Regions from separate parts of the Sus scrofa genome. Here region 1 is linked to region 2. The links are chromatin contacts, called in public HiChIP or PLAC-seq maps. All regions are on one chromosome and are shown on one strand. The core of a region is the stretch at or near the end of the contact, and the rest is flanking DNA. Distances in the headings are between cores, read along the strand shown.

Evidence for each region. HiChIP or PLAC-seq counts read pairs in DNA pulled down with a chosen protein or histone mark.
Region 1: an H3K27ac HiChIP or PLAC-seq map of alveolar macrophages shows a contact between it and region 2. The contact joins the promoter of TOMM70 here to the promoter of RPL24 in region 2. A contact is called at or near these places in 1 of 5 promoter capture datasets (liver) and 1 of 2 datasets of contacts at active chromatin or transcription factors (alveolar macrophages).

What each region holds. Positions count from the first base shown.
Region 1 is chr13:158,572,967-158,579,258 of Sscrofa11.1, forward strand. TOMM70 (mitochondrial import receptor subunit TOM70) reads left to right here and starts at 4,060. Exons shown (of 12, transcript XM_021071309.1): 1 at 4,060-4,886. The coding sequence starts at 4,560. It also overlaps the pseudogene LOC100522520.
Region 2 is chr13:157,407,866-157,414,076 of Sscrofa11.1, forward strand. RPL24 (60S ribosomal protein L24) reads left to right here and starts at 4,068. Exons shown (of 6, transcript XM_003132697.3): 1 at 4,068-4,180; 2 at 4,309-4,384; 3 at 4,874-4,984. The coding sequence starts at 4,176.

The sequences.
Region 1 (6,292 bases), core at 2,810-5,309, 1.2 Mb after region 2:
GGCAAGGGTTCGATCCCTGGCCTTTCTCAGTGGGTTAACCAATTAGGCGTTGTTGTGAGCTGTGGTGTAGGTCACAGACTTGGCTTGGATCTGGCGTGGCTATGGCTGTGGTGTAGGCCTGCAGGTGTAGCTCTGATTCAACCACCTGGGAACTTCCATATGCTGAGGGTACTGCCCTAAAAAGACAAAAAAAAATAAATAAATAAATAAAAGAAAAGAAAGAATTTCATGTAGCAATGACAATTGAGGGAACAGACTCATACAATTTTAAAGCTATGAGATCTTTAGGAATCATCTAATCTACTGGTCACATCATATAGAAAGTAGAAGTGCCCAGTCACACACACACATCTTAGTAGTATTAAAATTTAGAGTAAGAACTCAGGTGTTCTGCAGCCTAGGCCATTAGATATTCAGCTTCATTCAACTGCCACCTAAGATACAGACCAAGAAAGTGAAGAAAGCTTCTACTGAGTTCCATTAACCTAGCAAGAAAATATCTATGTTCACAAACAAAAGTTCAATTTTTATTTTTATTTTTTTAGGATTGTGTAATTGTTCTGTTTAGCTCTTTTGAACTCTAAGCATGTAGTCTTAGTTTTATTTAGAGGATGAGTTAGCTTCTCAAATTAATGCTTAAGACATTTATCCATACTTAACAAGAGTGGTATCAGAGGCTATAACACAATCAGGTATTCTGAATTCTTTTATGTTAAATAGGAACATTTTCTCAATACTACTTTTAAGTCACACCTCATTTATTTTCCTCCTAAGGACCTTCATAGGCTTTTTAAAAATAGTTTAAAGACTTGTAATAAACCACAGTTTGCTAAGAGTAGAGGTACTCTGGTTAATGCTCAAAATGGTGTGGCCAGAGGAAAAGCAAGCATTATTAAATATGAATGCAATCCTTAGCAACACAAATTGAAACTTTTTTTCCAAAAAAAAAAAAAAAGCTAGCCCAAAAAAGTTCTCATTCTATAAAGATTTATCATTTCCAAATCACAGTGAAAGGAACTTGAATAATTTACTTATTTTGTTTTCTACTATGTGCCTTAAAGATACCTCACTAAAAACTGGTATCTAACACAAGAGAATGACATATGCAGAATGTAATAGTAGTGACAGTACTGAGATTGATTGTTACAGACATGTTCAAACACTGCATATTAAATGCTTACACCCTAATTGATATAGAGCATTGGCCCAATAACAAAAATAGAGAACAGTAGCTGGAAATTTATCTCATTCATGTTCAAGATAAAAGGGTTAACCATTCTTTCCATTATTTTCCGCAGATAAGTCCTTTCTTTCATATTTAAATCTGCTGGCAACTGAATTCTGACTTTTTTCCAAACTACTGTATGAAGAGGATGCTGAAGGCCATCACAACACAGCATACTGCAACATAAGGACTCTTCTGTTCATCAATTCTAGCACACTTCCAAAGTATACCCAACAATCCAGTTTTATTTCTGTCCAGTAGGCTGGGTGCCAAGGATCAGATTTAAGTACAGGTACATATAAGCAGCAAGATTACAGTCAACAGACTCTGAAAGTTGAAAATGGCAGACATAGTGAGGCCGGCAAAGCCCCAGCTACATCACCCTTCCTGGCTCAAAATTTCAATTTTTAAAAAAATGAGACATCGCCTTTAACATTTAGAAAAACAGAAAATTAGGCATTTGAGTGTCTAATAATTTGTAACATACATTACACTAAAAAGACCTTAAGAATTATCTAATTAAATCTTTAATATAACTTGAAAGGTGTGTGATTTCAGTACTTCACAGCTTAGAAATTTAGGCATCAGGTCTGTAAGGTTACAGAAGTAGTGACACTTTTACTCAGTTCTATGTTAGAATCACTTAAGAAATGGTAGAGAAAATGGGAGAAAGAGATGAATAGGCTAGGGAATGGAAATTAGATGTTTAACAAAGTATTAAAGTAACAATGGCAAATTCAAGTACTGATGCGGATTTTAAAAATAAAACCAAAGAAAACCAAACCTTTACATAAATATCAGCTAATTAAACAAAATGTTTCAAGTAGCTCTAACTTGTCTTTAGGGAATTGGGTGGCTGGAAACTGGGGTTGGAAGACTTTTCAAAGTAACTTTTGGCTTGTAGCTATAACAATCTATTACCTATTCCAATAAATAAATATTTGCTTTAAAAACTTTTTTTTTTTTTTTTTCTTTTCTAGGGCTGCACCCAAGGCATATGGAGGTTCCCAGGCTAGGGGTCTATTCGGAGCTGTAGCCGCCGGCCTACGCCAGAACCAGAGCAATACGGTATCCCAGCCTGCAACCCACACCACAGCTCATGGCAATGCCAGATCCTTAACCCACTGAGCAAGGCCAGGGATCAAACCCGCAACCTCATGGTTCCTAATTGGATTCGTTAACCACTGAGCCATGACAGGAACTCCTGCTTTAAAAACTTTAAATGTTTTAATTCCTACCAATAGTTTGTAATTACTAGCATTCTGAATCTTATGAGGCTGTAGAAAAACTTAAATTTCAGGAAAGAAAAATCCTACTGTTCTGAAAAAGCAAAGGAAAAATTTCTTTAAGGAGATAGGAGACTTGCCTTTGGGGGATGGGAATCAGGAAGGAAGAGAAGTTGTTGCCTGGAACAATCACTATTTGATCAAATAATTCTATTGCTATTATTTTTAGCTCCTCTAAAAACGCCTGTTGCTAAGGAACCCGATTGCCTGAAAGCAATTTACTAATAGGAACTCAGGGGAAGCAAAAGAGCAAAGCAATAATCCTGAAACTTTCCAATTAGGCCATTCTAATTTAGTCAGTCTATTTTGGTACCACTTAATAAATTATCTCCTTTCAATCTTTATGCAGTGCTGTTGTGGTGTTGAAAATCCTCAGTTGTATCCCAAAACAAAATGATCATTTGTAAATTTTTTTTTTTTTTTTTTTTTTTTTTTTTTGTCTTTTTGGGGCTGCACCGGAGCATGTGGAAGTTCCCAGGCTAGGGGTCTAATTGGAGCTGCAGCTGCCCACCTATGCCACAGGCACAGCGAGCAACTCTGGATCTGAGCACATCTGTGACCTGCACTGTAACTTTCCACAATGCTGGATTCTTAACCCACTGAGCCAGGCCAGGGATAGAACGTGCATCCTTATGGATATTTGTCCGGGTTCTTAACCTGCTGAGCTACAACAGGAAATCCCATTTGTAAATTTTTAATGTAAGGTGTGCACAGTATATGTGAAATGAGAAGCCGTAGTTGGGAATTCTGATTTTCTATTAATTCTTTTCTTTTTGAAAATACTGTGAATTCTAAACAATTCCTTGCAGGGGAAATTTCTGTATTTTAAGAGGTCTAGTGCAGATCATGTGGAAACGATTTGACAGTTCTTAGATACATGAAAGCCTTGAGTTGAAATTTCAACTTGGGAATGTGGCAAGAGGACTGAAACATCTAGTGCAAAACAGGAATGACAACGGGCGTTTCACAGCGCTGGGGAGAGCCTGTATGCTCCAGGGAGCGAGGTGTGGGCTGGGGTGTTAGGCGGAATCCGGTACGACACAAATACATATAGGAAAGGTGGGAACTCTGGGTTTTCCGCATTTCTACCTACTCAGTTCGGGAACCTCATAACAACGCAGAGACGGCATGGCTTTCGCAATTGGTGTGGAATGTAAGTCGCAGGGACCCCGTTCAAGCCATTTTGACTGGGGCCAACTAGATTTGCCCGTTTCTACCGTCTGAGTTCTGCTACCTGTTGTTGCCCCCAATGACCTCAAATTAGTCCAAACTAAAACCTGGCCATGGTAGAGCTAAGATCAGTGATACAGCAGGCTAACGTCAGCTTTGGGCTCTTTCCTCATACATCTTTAAAAGTCCTTCCAATCCGTTGGTTTCCTCTGACACGTGAACAACCGAGCCAACGGCCTCCCGGCTCTGAGAAGCGCCAACGTGGCAGTAACAAGAAAAATGTGTGGTCCAAATTCTACCAATGAACTGAGTGGCTCGGCCTATGCCCCGCCCACCATTCCTTACAGCCAATAACCTTCATAACTCTTCGCCACTCCCGCCCATTCTTAGAGCGGCTTCGAGCTTTTTCCTATACTCGCGTGAGCGCTGTAAAACCGCTAGATATGCGGCTCGCCCCAGCCTCCCTAGAGCATAGGGCCCTCTGCCCTTCGTTACTGAAGGCGTAGGGGACGGCGTCGGATACCACCGAAGTCACAAGGCCGCAGAAGTTAGTCTCACAAACAGCAGCGAGAGGAAAGAAAAGAGAAAGAACTGCCTGGGTTGTTCACTTCACGCCCAGCACCTTGACCCGGAACTATTCTACACTTCTCCTCCCCCATTCTCGGTTGAGAAGGGAAGAGAAGAACCGCCAGTTCTGGCCCGGCATGCCTTGGGCTTCCGGTGACCTCTGGCCCTTTTCTGTCGTCCGCTCTTGCTGCCTAGCGTGCTCGCTCGCTCACTGCTTTCCTTCCGTGACTCGCTCCGGTTTACGTTCGCACGCTGCCTGGTGACTGTGGCGCCAGCGACAAGCAGGGAGGCGGTGGCGGAGGACACCCGTCATGGCCGCCTCTAAACCTGTGGAGGCGGCGGTGGTCGCAGCGGCTGTGCCCAGCTCCGGGAGTGGAGTGGGCGGTGGCAGTGCGACTACAGGCCCGGGCACCGGGGGCCTGCCGCGATGGCAGCTCGCCCTGGCAGTCGGAGCGCCCCTGCTGCTGGGCGCGGGTGCCATGTACCTGTGGAGCCGGCAGCGGCGGCGCCGGGAGACCGGGGGCCGAGGCGACGCCGGCGGCCTGAAGCGCAACAGTGAACGGAAGACCCCGGAGGGCAGGGCAAGTCCGGCTCCGGGCAGCGGACACCCCGAAGGCCCCGGTGCTCACCTGGAAATGGTGAGAAGCATCCCCGGGCTGTGGAGGTGGAGCCCGGCGGGTGCAGCCTTTCCTTGGCGGGTTGTGCCGGTCAGGGGGCTTCCCATCAGACCGGGGCAGCCAAGTGGCAGCACTTGGGTTTAGGGAAACTCAATTTGGCTGCCTTTATTGAGATTGAAGTAGCCCGAGGGCACAGGTTAGCGTCCTTCGTTGACAGTTTCCTTTTGGTTTTGGAAAAATACCTGTTTTTCTTCTCAGTGACACAGCATTTATCCCTAGCGTTGTGGGTATGGAGACGTTTGTAAACGTGATGATTGTATTTAATTAACTAGTAGAGGAAGTCAAATGCCCTTAACTATTGCTACAGTACGGTATGAACTGTTTTGGTGATTTCCAAGGCCTGGAACTTAGTAATAACCTTTTAATAAAGAGCCACTCCCCTTTTTTTGAAGGGTGGAAGATGGGTAAATACAGTGACTGTTGGGTAATGAGAGTACAGTGGTGTTCAGGAGCATTTATTTCATCTGTGGGAATGAGTTTTTAAATCTTTGGGGTAGAAGCATCTTAAATTCATTTCAAAATTTTAACCTGGAAATTTACATGCCTGAAAAAGATTCTGTGATGTTAAACCATGCATCGGGATGTCTGATGAACTGCTTTGTATGGTTTTGTTGAACTGACTGTTAAATCCTTTTGGTATCTGACAGCTGTGGGGGAATTGGCCTAGCTGCATTTTACAATACTAAATGAGATGAGGTGGTGTGGAGCATTTTACCTGAGTCTGGGATTGTACAATGCAGTTACAGAGTAAATCAGAGTTCAGAGAAACCTTTGGTCAAGTAACTCCCAGTTGTATATATTTGCAAGTTATTGCCACGTTATTAAGATTGAAGACATATTTCTACTAAGTAGTCAGATTAAAGAAAGTTTTGATGTTGGAGCAAACTACCTTAGTTTAGTGTATACTATATATCAGGCATTGTGCTAGACCTTGAGAGCACCATATAATCTTCTAATGGGAGAGTAAGATACAGCGTTAACATACAAAAAGAGGGAGTTCCCATCGTGGCTCGGTGTTTAACAAATCCAACTAGGAACCATGAGGTTGTGGGTTCGATCCCTGGCCTCGCTCAGTGGGTTAAGGATCCTGTGTTGCTGTGAGCTGTGGTATAGGTCGCAGACATGGCTTGGATCCCTCGTTGCTGTGGTTGTGGCATAGGCTGCAGCTGTAGCTCCGATTAGACCCCTAGCCTGGGAACCTCCATATGCCTCGGGTGAGGTCCTAGAAAAGACAAAAAAAAAAAAAAAGATATATAGAGAGAAATGATCCAGTACAAATATGCTGGAAGATTTCATGGACTGTGAAAACTAGGAGATAATGTGCTTTATGTTGGGCTCTCCAGCATAGTTATCTCAGGAAAGTCATT
Region 2 (6,211 bases), core at 2,818-5,317:
CGGCTACAGCTCCGGTTGGACTCCTAGCCTGGGAAACTCCATACACCTTGAGTGCAGCACTAAAAAAAAAAGACAAAAAAACCTCTTCCATAAGCTTCTGTGAGATGAGTGTCATGGATATCTATTTCCTTTGACTTCATTTGCTCAGCCTCCTTCAAGTAGATTCTTTCTCTACTTTCCCTATCTATCCCTTAAATATTGGTATTTCCTGATTCTCTTTTTCTGACTCACTCCAGTCACTCTTTCCAGGGGTGATAGACACAGAGATGCACCATCCAGATCCCTCTTCCAGCAAGGGCTTGTTGCCCGACAGTGGACACCACAGTCAGCAGCATCCTCCAGCTGCTAGTAAGGTCTGGCACAGCTGCTGAGAACCACCTCTCTTAGGCCATGAATTCCCCGGGGCAGTCCCCATCTGCTGACTAAGCAAGGTGGGGGTATAAAGAGAGAGTTGACCACTTGACTCAAAAAGGGATACTCTGACAGGCAATAATTGTTTCAGAGCTCCTGACAGGGTGGACTGATGTTTAGGTCAGCAAGTAATGTATTTACCTTCTTCTACCTAATACTGCTTCCTTTCATAGGACTTGATCCCTAATATCTTTTATTTTAAACTTGGTCTCAGTAAGTGCTTCTAGAGAAGATAGCCTGTGACACTAGGTGATGTTATCTCACATATTCTATCACCTATAGGTCCATTACTCCTAAAATATATCCTATTCCAAACACTCCTCTAAATTTGTTTACACAGCTCCACCTTAATATCCTAGGGGCATCTTGAACTTGGTCTTTCCCAAACTGACGTGTTCCTCATATACTCCTTATCTGTCCTCTTTTGACAAATGATACCACTAAGTCTCCTTCTTTACAATTTCCTTACCTCCTGCATTAATTATCTATTGTTATGTTAACAAATTATTCCCCATAGTTTAAAACAACAAACTTTTTTTTGTTTGTTTTTGTTTCTGTTTTTTTGTTTTGCTTTTTAGGGCTGCATAGGAGGTTCCCAAGCTAGGGGTTGAATTGGAGCTGCAGCTGTCAGCCTACGCCACAGTCACAACAATGCCAGATCCTTAACCCACTGAGCAAGGCCAGGGATGGAACCCACATCTTCATGGATCCTAGTGAGGATCATTAATTGCTGGGCCACGAAGGGAACTTCCAACCACAGACATTTCTGATCTCACCATGTTTATAGGTTAGGCATACAAGAGGGTTCATCTGAGTGGAAACTGCCCCAGAGCCTCACAAGAGTACAGATTCCAGCTCAATGATACTGATTTCAGACTTTAAGCTTCTGCAACTATAAAAGAATACACTTCCGATGTTTTAAGCCACCCAGTTTGTGGTCAATCGTTACAGCAACCACAGGAAACTAATACAGCAGATAAGTAGGTATAAAAGATGAGGAAAAGAATGCTCTGTTTTCATGATGTATACAAAGGCCCAGGAGAGCACCAACTTTGGTTCAGTACTGGTCCATAAATACATACAAGAAAATGGAGTGAAGCTGAGCCTTTTGCCTATAAAGAGAGAGAATAAAGTCCACGAAAAGTTGTGGGTGGTATTAGAAACTGATTTATGACACTTTATAATATGCTTTGGGGGGGTTTCTATATAGTTTCTTCTCATTTTAAGAGTGTTTGAGGGAGTTCCCCTCATGGTACAGTGGTTAACGAATCTGACTAGGAACCTTGAAGTTGTGGGTTTGATCCCTGGCCTCGATCAGTGGGTTTAGGATCCGGCGTTGCCGTGAGTTGTGGTGTAGGTCGAAGATATGGCTCGGATCCCACGTTGCTGTGGCCCTGTTGTAGGCCGGCAGCTACAGCTCCAATTAGACCCCTAACCTGGGAACCTCCATATGCTGAGGGTTCGGCCCTAGAAAAGACAAAAAAAAAAAAAAAAAAAAAAAAAAAAAAAAAGAGTGCTTGAACACAGTTTAAGGTATGATACATATGATACATGCAGTGTGTTACCCTGAAATGCCAGCTCAAGATTGCCCTCCAGAAAAGAGTAAAACAGCTAAAATTCCTAAAACCCAGTTTCTTGCTTTTCTTCCACAGAGCTAGTCAGATCAAACATAATTTCAAAGAGCAATAGAACAAAATCTTCTAACAACAAAGGTTTGGGAAGGAATAGGTCAGAGTTCCTGGAGGTAGATATCAACTCCACCTTCTGCTCACATCCAGCTGTGCTCTGGACCTTGTAGAAGCCAGATTATTCCAGAAAGATTTTTTTTTTTCTTGTCTTTTTAGGGCCGAACCTGAAGCATACGGAGGTTCCCAAGCTAGGGGTCCAAAACTAAGGCCTACACTGCAGCCATAGCCACCTGGGATCTGAGCCACGTCTGCGACCTACACCACAGCTCATAGCAATGACGGATCCTTAACCCACTGAGCAAAGCCAGATTCGTTAATCACTGAGCCACCAAAGGGAACTCCCGGAAAGATTTTTTAAAGTGATCAAACATTTGTTTAATTAGCAGTAATTTAAAACAAAGAGAGTTGGCTGGTTAAGTTCAAAAGCCATGGAAGCCTGAGGTATCCATCTGCCTATAGTCTATTTAGACAGTTTCCTAAATATAGCAGGTATTCTCAACAGCTGATCGGAATTAGTCATGCTATCAAATTCCTTTCTTTTGCTTTGATTTTTCAATTCCATTCAGTCTCTCTTGAGACTGTTTCCAACATAAGTATGCAGCTTTCTTCAGTCAGCCACATTGGCGGACTCTCCCAATCTCTTCAATCACCCACTTGCAGGAACTTTTGAAGGTGAGTTGTTTACATAGTGTCTAGGAGAGGGAAATTTTCCTACTCTACCCATCTTCAGTTTTTGTGGCTGGCCAAAACAGGTTAACAGGAGAAAAAGAAACAAATTTAATTCGTGTGCACAGAGGTCTCATAGAAATAAATCCTAGGAAGTGATCAAAGTGGGCAGCTTTTATATTCTTCAGAGAGAAACAATAATTAGCAAGTAATTTAAACAAAGTTTTGGGCTTTGGGTGGTAAATTTGTAAAGAAGTATCAACGTTTGTTTATATAAGCTTCTTGGCCCTGAATTCCCTATCTCTGTTATGCTATCTTACTATCTTCTGGTACAGTAACAGTAAGGGAGTATGGAATATTTATTTCCTGCTTTCAGGGGGACAGAGAAGGGGGTCAAAATATTCCTCTCGCACCTTCTATTTCCTAAGTGACCTGAATTCAAAATAACCAATATGCCTTTGACACACTGTGTGGAGGTGGGGGGAGGAAAGGGGCAACAGCAGCTTAAATCATTACCTTTATTTCCTAGTCAGTACTCCAGCCTCCTACACAATTGAGTTTTGACACTCTATCATACGCTGAAAAATAGCATCACAGAAGGGTCCTAAGCGATCCAGGCATTAGTCCCCTGGTGAGCCTGAGGCAGAGCTGCCTCCTCCAAGCAAGGGCTGGTTCTCTGAGAAACCTGCCGCCCTCAAGCTCCACTAGGCAGCAGCCAGGCAAACGAGCCCCCACCGGCAGTCGTCGCTTTACAATGCCTCCACGCTTACTTAATAGAGATTTTGTAAACTGAATGAATAAATATATGTAAACACTTTAGCACGAGCCCGGGCACAGAGAGCACTCCACTAATGTTAATTATAATTAATGCAAAAACGCCATCACTCACAATTCCACTTGCACGGCTAGGGAAACAGTTGATACCATTGCTTTTTTTGCAAATGGGGGAACTATTACAATTTAATTTTGTTAGTTTAAAAAATGGGCCCAAACCGAAGGCAAATATGATTTCGGGTTTTACCTGCGTGGTATTCACCTGTGCACCAACTAAACTTTAAGAGAGGACACAGTAACCCTTTCAGTTCACATTCCCGGCTGCAGGACGGAGGCTGGAGGATACCTGAACTCAAGTGACAGAATGACTCAGAAACCGACTGCCTTCCCGCCCTGCAAGACTGTCACCCGCTCCTACCCGCAGAGCCTGGACTGCCTCTAGCGTAATTATTCCGGGGGGAGGTGGCCGCTGAGGAACTCTAACTCCGCCGCCCAGGTCGGGTGACATCATCACCGAGTGCCGGAGTTAGGGAAAGGAATTGTGGGAGAAGGTTGCCTCCCATGACCTTATAAGGCCTCTTCCCATGATTCCTTCTTTCTCTTCGCCATCTTTCCTTCTTCCCCGCGCTACCAGCCATGAAGTAAGTAGAAACCCTGGGTTCCCAATCCGTTCCCATCGTCGGGTAGAGCGGCATGTCTGGCATTCAAGGCATGGCTTCTCCTTGCCAAAGTCACTTTCCACCCCATGCGTTTTTGCTTTTCTTTACAGGGTCGAGCTGTGCAGTTTCAGCGGGTACAAGATCTACCCAGGACACGGGAGGCGCTACGCCAGGACCGACGGGAAGGTGAAAGGCCGCATGGGCAAAACGCACGTTCTCTTTCTAAGAAAAGACGAGTCTCAATCGGTCTAGGCGGGATCCTTTACCACATCACTGTTGGTCCCTGAAAGGCTTGCTTCGGGGATCCTGCGTGCGACGGTTTTTAGGATCAGAAGTCTCTGAGTGAATCATTCTTGAGCTTTGATCGAGTCGGAAGCTAGGAGCTTGTATAACTGAAATGCTCCAGCGTAAGGGAAATGGGCCACCGGGGTATCTGGTTCTTTCACGGGCACCAGGTCATCTTGGAATCTCAGGAGGGACAGGAGCTAGATACCTCCCAGAATGACACCCCCACCCTCCCCTGCGATATGAACTTAGGTTTGTCTGCTCTCAGTACTGTGACACAAGCCTTTTGTTCTCTATGGGCCTCAATTTGGTAAAATGAAAGGATAGAACTAGAGTATAGTTTACTAAGAATTTCGGCTGCAGACTTTTACTTTGAACTTGTCATGACAGGTTTTCCAATTTCTTAATGCAAAATGTGAGTCCGCGTTCCTTTCCAAGAGGAATCCTCGGCAGATCAACTGGACTGTTCTCTACAGAAGGAAGCACAAAAAGGGACAGTCGGTAAGTGAAATGCACCTTGATGTTGTTGGTTTGAATTTGAAACTTTGAGCCTCAGTTGCTGCTCTGAAACCTTGTGATCAAATCAGACACTGTGTGAAAGTGCTCTTGAACTGTAAACTATCACTGAAGGGACATTGGGCTATTTCCAGTTCTTGGTTATTGTGAATAATAGTGTACAAGTTATCTGTTCATTTCTGGCTTCCTCAGATTATATTCTCTTGATGTGATTGATGATTGATAAAAACATTTCCCCTGTTATATATTTGAGGCTAACAGCAAAAATATCGAGTGGAACTTTGAAAGCATCCCCTTTCCAGAGATAAATTACATTAAGCTTACAGGGCACTGTGGAAGTGTTTAAGGTGTTGAAACAGTTATGGAGACTTGATTTTGGTTATAATGCTTATAGAATTAGTGTAGATGATACATTGGTGGGTCTTCTAGAACATTAGCTTATTCTTAGGACTGGATGTGTTTTTTTGAAGCAGTTTTTTATCTTGATGAAGGGGATTTTTTAAGAAAAAGTTTGAGTGCCATGGCAAAAGAATTAGTTTTCAGCAGGCTTGTAAATATTTGGTGAGCACCTCCTCGTGAAAGAGTGGCTAGGTTTATAGGAATTTGGAGGAAGGAAGAATTCTAAATTAAAAGTGGATATGACATATCTAGTAGAATGGTGATTAACAAGAAAGGAGGGATGGGTGGGTGGAAGAAATTAGCAATGTTGGTGGGGCCGTGGAGAAATTAGTACCCTTATGCATTGCTGCATGTGGAAAGTGGTTTGGCAGTTTCTCAAAAAGTTAAATAGAATTTTCATCTCATGATTCACTTTATCAGCAATTCCACTTCTTTTTTTTTTACTTTTTAGGGTCGAAGTTGTGGCATATGGAAGTTCCCAGGCTAGGGGTTGAATCAGAGCTACAGCTGCTGTCCTATACCACAGCCACAACAATACCAGATATGAGCCATGTCTGTTACCTACACCAGAGCTCACAGCAACGCCAAATCCCCGACCCACTGAGCAAGGCCAGGGATTGAACCCGCATCCTCATGGATACCAGTGGTATTTGTTTTCTCTGTGCCACAATGGGAACTCCCCAATTCCACTTATAAGTCTATATATACTCAAGAGAATATATCTGAGGAAGCTGGGATGGAACAGAAGCTTGTACACTGGTGTTCACAGCACTTGATTCCCAATAGCCAAAAGGTGGAAATAGCAGAATGTCC